Regions from separate parts of the Mus musculus genome. Here region 1 is linked to region 2. Evidence: chromatin contacts called from public HiChIP or PLAC-seq data. All regions are on one chromosome and are shown on one strand. Each heading gives the region's core, a stretch centred on a gene start, on an enhancer-like site or on the middle of the called end of the contact. The rest is flanking DNA. Distances are from core to core; before and after follow the strand shown. Region 1 has its middle 11 kb from the start of Gm30826. Region 2 holds the start of Mirt1 (myocardial infarction associated transcript 1).

Region 1 (3,507 bases), core at 660-3,159, 38 kb before region 2:
GACTGCTGCCCCAGCCGTGAGCACAGCTCTCTGTAGTGATCTACTGGATAACTGTAGGCTTGATGACAAGTGAGTTTTCAGAGAATATATATATATATATATATATATATATATATATATATATATATATATATGCATGAGTGTGTGTGTTTGTGTATATCAGGCATAGGTGTTAACAGTGAGAAACGCATGGCATAGTACTACGTGATGCTCCTTTCTGGAAACAACTAAAAAGCAAACAGAGAGCAGAGAATGTTTTCCAGGGAGGGGACACAGAGGTGGAAAGAGGGTTTTAAGCAGTGTGTCCTAGTACACTTAAACTCTTATCATGCGGATATATGCAATGTTAACAAAATTTAGAAATGGAAAAAGAGGGTAAGCTGGCTTGGTGTCCTGGAGTGTGCCTGTAATATCAATTTCCATGAGGTGGAGGCCAGAGGATAGAGAGTTCAGGGCCAGCTTAGCTATGTTATGGAGACTCTGTCTCACAAACAGACCAATATTTTTAAAAAGGAAGGAGGGGCAGATAAGTTATTTCTGTCCTGACCACTCCCTGTGTATTTCTAGAACATTCGTGTGATGCAGATATCGGCTCTGACCGTGACCTATGAAGAATGGAAATCTGCCACACACTTTTGGGAACCAACGAAGGATGTGTAAGCACAGATCTTGCCCGTATGTGTGCCTCCAAAAGACCCATGCGTCGTCTGTAAGGAAAGCCAGTCACCCAAACCCTGTATGGTCACTTGTAGCCTCCAGCAGCCCTCCTCAGGCTCCCTAGTGTGCTGCCTGTTTCTTCAGGCCTGTTCTGTGTCTGCAGTGTTTTCATACATCGTCTCTGCCTTTGCCTTCCTCTGTCTCCACAGCCCATGAGGTAGCCAGGCCACAGACGCATCCTAACAAACATTTGTTCTTCACATGGCTGCCAGAGTGAGCTGTCCAAACCCTAAGTAGTAAGGTTCAGTGCTTACGTCCTGACTAAACTGGGCATTGCTGTGCCTATATACCTATGATCCTAGAACTGGAGAGATGGAGGCAGGCTCACCTTCAGGTCTGAGGCTAGCCTGGGCTACTTAAGAAAGGCAATTCAGGTGGGGAATACCTGTAATATCAAGGCTTGCTTGAGAGGTGAAGACAGGAGGATCAAGAATCCAAAGTCACCTTTAGGAGTTAGAAGACAGCCTGGACTGCATGAGCAACTATTAGGAAGGAAGGAAGGAAGGAAGGAAGGAAGGGAGGGAGGGAGGGAGGGAGGGAGGGAGGGAGGGAGGGAGGGAGGGAGGAAGGAAAAGTTAAATTCTACCTCATAGATCATAGCTTTTACAATAAAAAACAAGCCCATTACTATGACAAAGATGCATGGTGGGCCCTGACCCACTTCTCTGTTATTACCCCACTGCCTAACATGTCTCTGCTCCAACCATCTTTGCCCTTTTCCTGCCCCAAAGTGTCTACATTCCTTATTCCTAGTAGTCGATTGGATCTTCCTGGTTCCTCTCATAACTGTACCTCACCATTCAGTTCTCCACCAAATGTCTCCTTTTCAGAGAGGCTTCCTTGGCTACACTGGTACAGAGGATGCCCCTCCCCTAAACCCAGCTGCCACTCCACCCCACCCCCACTGCCCAGACTTATTTTCTTCATGGTAGCTGTCACCTTCAATAGTTGCTTGGCTGACTTGGGCTCTGACCGCTTCCTACAGACCGTCAGTCTTGGAGGCACGGGGGCATTCCTGGTGTTCATCGCTCCTGTGCCTGACCTGTGCCTGGAGAGGGCCACTGCCAGGGTGGTAACCCCGTGTGGAGCACTCAGCAGGTGCTCCACGTTGGCAGACTCTCTGCTGTTTACTTGTGTGCCTCTGGGGAGAAGCCACGTGCTCTGCAGCTGGGAAGCAGGGCAAGCTGTGGGTAGCAACAGCAGCTTTGCTAGAAGTCTGTTGTTCCAAATTGTGCAGAAGCACACCCAGCGGGGGCTGTCTCCTGCCCACCTTCCGGTTCTGGGAAGCAACACATGTTCTTGAGAGAGACTCTCTCTAGAGAGAGGTTTGGCCAGGAGAATAGCCTAGTGCCTGGAAGGGCAGGGGAGATAGAGAAGAGGGGAGGGGAAGGGATGTTTTTGGGAGAGATGACCGTCTCGGAGAAAAGCTGAAAGACTGGACCAGAGGAGATGGGCATCAGGGAAGTAGTTACAGGCGGAATCCTCACCCCTGTGCCCAAACTCACTGTGTGCACCCAGAGGACAGAAATGGACGCTCATCATGATCATGGCATAGAGGGGATGAATGGGCTGTGTCCATTTCCAAACAAACCAGACTGCCTCAGACTGCCTTCTCTGACTTATTTACCTTCTAATGCAATCCCCCAGGTTTCCATTTCCCCACCTTCTCCCTCTTCCCTGCCCGTGACGAGGTCTAGCTATGTTACTAAGGTGGTCTTGAACCCCTGGGCTCAAGCAATCCTCTCAGCTCAGCTTCCCAGCTAGCTGAGACTGTAGGTATGTGCTGGCTTGCCCAGCTCGGGCAACTGCTCTTGGCACGTTCTTCTGGTTGAGGAACCTGGGTCCAGGGAGAGATCCCCCCAAGACCTCACTGTCAGCTAACAGGGCTTGGATGCAGAGTCTAATTTTTCTGCCACAATTTTGAGGCTCTTAAGACCTTCCCAGGATTTATTATTTTGGTTATCTCTGCCTTGTTTCCTTGTGGTTACCAGAAATAAACAACCACGAAGAAAAGAGTTGGTGCTGTGGGTTGGTTTGGGGACAATGGGGTTAGGAAGAAATAGGACCACTAAGGCCTGTGAAGGAATCTATAAGGACCACCCAGGAGAGGACAGAACCAGGCCTGATCTCAAACTGCTCTGTAGCCAGGCCTTGGCATGACTGGATCTCTACCCAGCTTGCGAGGCCTCAGCTCTAGAGAAGGACTTAGCAGGAACTGAATGGGGCTGTCCTTGGCACGGACTGTCCTCACCCTGGATTTGGGGCCTGGCCTGACTTCCCAGGGTCCAAACTGCAGGACAGTCCCAGCCTGTGGGTTTTGTTTGTTTGTTTGTTTTCTGGAAAGTCAAATACCCTGGGAGAAGCATCTGATTCAGGACAGACTTGGAGCCACTTCTCCAAGATGCCAGGCTGGGGGACCAGACTGGTAGTGTTGGCAGTCTTAACCTTTGTTCTCTTCTTTTCCTGACCCGCATGTGCGCAGCCTCCACATTCTCTCTAATCCTTTGACTGGAGATGGGCGTGGTGGGGTGGGGGTGGTGTGGCTTTTCTCCTAGAATCTGCAGAGAGGCCATGTGGCAATCTCTATGTCCCACTAAAAAAAAATGTATGGGTGCACTGGGAGGTGTGGTGCACACCTTTAATCCCAGCACTTGGTAGGCAGAGGCAGGTAGATCTCTGTAAGTTCAAGGCCAGCCAGAGCTACACAGCGAGCCACCCCCTCCAAAAAAAGCTACTGACTACGCCTCAGGAGCTGAGACAGACACAGGAAGCAACACGAATTGAAGGAGG
Region 2 (4,062 bases), core at 1,106-3,605:
TCCCATTCCAGAAAAGAAAGAACAAGGGCATAGAAGGAGAATGGGACCAAATAAAGACCACCCCTAGCAGGGTAAACATTGAAGCCTGAGGCTTTGTGCATCACGTGCATCACTGAGGGATCACAGTGGTGGGATATGAGCTACCAAGGCTTTCAGTAACTCCACTCCTACAGTCCCTAGGCATCCCTATATGTAAAAGTTCTCTTGACATGTCAGTCTTTCTTAAAGTCTCTTTCTCTCTCTTTCTTAAAGTCTCTCTCTCTCTCTCCCTCCCCCCCTCTCTCTGTCTTTCTGTGTAACACTGGCTGTCCTGGAACCTGCTATGTAGACTAAGCTAGGTTTGAACTCAGAGATCTGCCTGGGTGTGATCTGAGAAATTTCTGAGATGCCCTCAAGCCATCTTTTCTATAATTCCTTGCCAAAATGTAACATGAATGGCCTCTAGTTCTGTTCCCAATGCAATCTTCATTTCTGCCTGAACAATGAGTATAAAACTCTTCATTGTCTACATTTCCAACAGCACTCACAACTCTGAGCTTCTGCTGGAATTGCTCTGGGCTCTGAATTAAAGCATTCTAGACTTTCTCTAGCATGCTTCTCCAAATGCTGCTACATCTCTTAAACAAACTAATTCCAAAAGCTTAAGTACCACCTGTCCTAGATTAGTAACAGCAACAACCCCACTCCTGGTACTAATTTTCTACTTTTAGCATATTATTACAAAACCACCTGGACAGCAATTTAAGGGAGGAAAGATTTAATTTGGTTTATGGCTTTCAGGAGTCTGTGGTTTCTTAGTCCCCCACACACATGCAGAGCATCACGACAGCAGAAATACATGACAGAGAAGTTTCTTTACCTCATGATGGAGAAGTTTCTTTACCTCATGATGGACAGGAATCACATGACCCCAGTGACATATGTCTCTTACTAGGCCTCATCTTTTGAAATTTCCATTTCTCAAAACTGGGCCATCAGATGGAAATGTTTAACAAATCAGCCTTCTTGGGAAGGGGATATTTTGTATTCAAATCATAACATATATACTTGTCAAATGTGTTGTTTGGGGAGTAAGGATGAGGAGAACAGCATATCTTTGTTGCAGATGATGTGATCTATTTCCCACCTTTATTGCAGATGTAATCTGTTTCCCGAGTGATTTCAGTCTGTGTCTGGTTGAATACCGTGATCCAGAACACACAGACATGGAGGGTGGCCTATACTAATGACTTATCATCAACTTACAGATTCCATGCTTCACATCGACCGAACTTGTGCTTCATAGCTGCACAAGGGTTCTCTCTTTATATTCTGCAAATCTTTGGGGACAATGGGTGCAAAGGGTCCCCAACCCCCTCTCTTCAAAATACAGTTCTGCTGTGCTGACTTCCAGGTACTGAGGTACAAAAGGAAATTGTTCTGACCAATAGAAACCTTCTCACTGGCATGTACTGTTTATTGGTTTTTACCTAAGAGGTAGTTCTGGCCAAAAGATGCCCTGGAGGGATATTTGAGCATCGGGTCCAGGTGAATCCCTGATCCTTCCTCCATTTCTATTTTCCTATCAATAAAGTATGTGTGTGGTTTGGGTTAAACATGACATGTAGATGTCCCTCCTGCTTTGACATCCTAGGAATCAGCTGCCCTGCCTCGAAGACCTGGGAAGCAGCCCAGAAGCTAGGAGGTCATGTCTTAGAGGAATTAGGGGTCTGGCCCAAGTCCATCACTCTATGATCAAGCCTACCTTTAACCAGGCTACTGGGCTCCAGGGCTACTATGGTCTTAGCTCTTAAACAATGATGTCCTCCAACAGCAGGGTCATACAAATGGTCTACCCAGGCATGAGGAGGCTTAGAGTCTGTAGGAAAATGACAAATAATAATAATAAACTTATCAGAGCAATGCTCAGCCATTGAGTCATTCTCATGACAAAGTCATCTCCAAGGAGTGGGGTGCCCTTGCTGCAGCCCCACCTTAGAATTGTACCCATGGTTGCCCCGTCACACTCTTCCTGTGGTCATGTGAGGGTTTTTCTTGCAAAGAAAGCTACTCTGAGAAAGGAAATGAGAAGAGGGAAGGTATCTTGGGTCAGGGAGGCGAGCCTCTGTTATCCAGTCTCACCAGCCAGGATGAAAAAACTCATGGAAATGTGGTCTCGGTGATGGGTCAGTTCATTTACCTCAGGCTGAAAATAGGTGTGTTTCCCCCAGCAGGTGACTCAGCAGGCCCAAGGAGTTCCTCTAGTAAGAGGAAGTGGGGTGCTCAAGGGCCCTGATTTCCCCTAGGTGCCACAACAACAGGAAGGGGCTGATAACAGAACCGTTGCTTGCATTTCACAACTTCCTGGGCCAGCTGACTTTCTCATGCTCTCTTCCCACAAGCCAACAGTTCCAAAGCCGTGAGATTTCTGCTTCTGCCAACCTAGAGCTGAACGGTGCACCATCTCAGTGACAGCTTCCTTGCAGGTTTTAAAGAGCGGCATAAGGGAGCATGTCTCAGAGTGTGTATGTGTGTATGTGTGTGTGTGGGGGGGGGGGGGGGTGTCCATGTGTATGTACAGATCTGACTGGTCCGGGGGAAAAAGCAGGCTGTGTGTTGCCCATCCTGAGGGCTCCCTTGGCCTCTGACCTCCTTCCCTGACTCCCACCCACCCACATACACTGTGGACTGAGGAGGGCAGCTGCCTCTCTGATCCTGCGCTGGGCTGTTCTGTACTCTAGGGAATTCCACATACCCCCTTCTCCTTGCCCTGTGCTCTTCAGAAAGCAGCAGTCTTAAGGTACCAGGTACTTCTCTGAGGCTCACTGGAAGCTGAGAATCAAGGCAGCTCCTTGAGAACAGAGCCTCATCTCTGGCATCTGTCCAGTTAGGTTGGCATAATTACACGAGGCAATGAGGAACACGAGAGACCTAATGTATGCTCCTAACTCTGCCATTTCTTGCTATGTGACCTTGAACACAGCAATTCCCTCTGGTCTCTCATTTCTCCTCCTTCTCCCTATTTGTCTTTTCTGTACATAGGGGTCAAATCTAAGATATGGTACAATGATTTGCCACTAAACTAAACCACATGCCCAGACCTGTGTGTGTGTGTGTGTGTGTGTGTGTGTGTGTGTGTGTGTGTGTAGAGAGAGAGAGAGAGAGAGAGAGAGAGAGAGAGAGACTTGTTCTTGATATGAGCCCACCTAACCTTGAACTCAAGGTCCTCCTACCCCATCACTCGAGGGCTAGGATTATATCTATCTCTACTTATTTATTTTTTTCAAAAAATTAATTTAATTTTAGGCTGGGCCTGGTATCTATGTATACATTCCAGAAACAGAAAAACAACTATGGAAGACTAAAGAAACCCATGTAGAGGCTGAGGGATGGCTGGGCAAGTCAAGGCACTTACCTCTTACATTTGATAGCTTGAGTTCTATCTCTAGAGTCTAGGATGGATGGACTCTCAAAAGTTGGTCCTCTACGCTACACAGACCTAGAGCCACTGCATGTGTGCACATACTCCTCTCTGACACACACAATGATGATGATGGTGTTGATGAAGGTGATGATGATGATGGTGGTGGTGGTGGCCGTGATGATGACGATGTCATCCAGTAAGTCTTAGTACTGCCTTCTAACAAAACCTTCCACATTTCTTCACCTTTGTCTCTAGGCTGACCTACTTTGACCAATGACTTTCAGGATTGTCCTCCTCCAAGCCAACTGCCACATGTGAACGCTAGCCTGCTGGAAAGGGCACACGGAGAATAGTGGTGTCATGAGTGATAGCCCCAACCAGTGACCAGTTGAGTGATGGAAGCCACCTTCCACAGGCAAGCCAATGAACCAAAAATTTGAGTGAGTTCAGCCTAAATTGCTTGAAGCAGAGATGAACCACCATGGTGAGCCTTGACCAAGTTGTCACCCATAGAACTGTGAAAAATTAAGTGATTCGTGTTTATTTATGTGTAAGTGGAGGGAAGCATGTGCCTGGTGCACATAGGTAGAGATAAGAGAACAATGAACGTTAGTGCTGGTCCTCAGGCACTTTGGGTCTTTCATTGGCCTAGAACTTTC

The links. HiChIP or PLAC-seq counts read pairs in DNA pulled down with a chosen protein or histone mark.
Region 1: an H3K27ac HiChIP or PLAC-seq map of double positive thymocytes shows a contact between it and region 2, with 12 read pairs. The contact joins the enhancer-like site here to the promoter of Mirt1 in region 2. A contact is called at or near these places in 1 of 15 datasets of contacts at CTCF or cohesin (the NIH/3T3 cell line), 22 of 484 Hi-C or Micro-C datasets (CD4 T cells, CD8 T cells, CD8 central memory T cells and 16 more) and 10 of 115 datasets of contacts at active chromatin or transcription factors (CD8 T cells, the HPC-7 cell line, bone marrow-derived dendritic cells and 7 more).

What each region holds. Positions count from the first base shown.
Region 1 is chr19:53,501,438-53,504,944 of GRCm38.p6, reverse strand. No RefSeq gene overlaps it. Among named protein-coding and RNA genes, the nearest start is that of Gm30826, 11 kb to the right of the region's middle. Within about 2 kb of position 1,909, at least 56 of the 459 cell types and tissues checked have an H3K27ac peak or open chromatin away from gene starts, as enhancers often do. A contact at or near this core is called in CD8 T cells, cerebellum, cerebral cortex and 3 more, where this site is marked.
Region 2 is chr19:53,463,089-53,467,150 of GRCm38.p6, reverse strand. It overlaps Mirt1 (myocardial infarction associated transcript 1), which reads left to right and starts at 2,355. Exons shown (of 10, transcript NR_028427.1): 1 at 2,355-2,465; 2 at 3,659-3,843.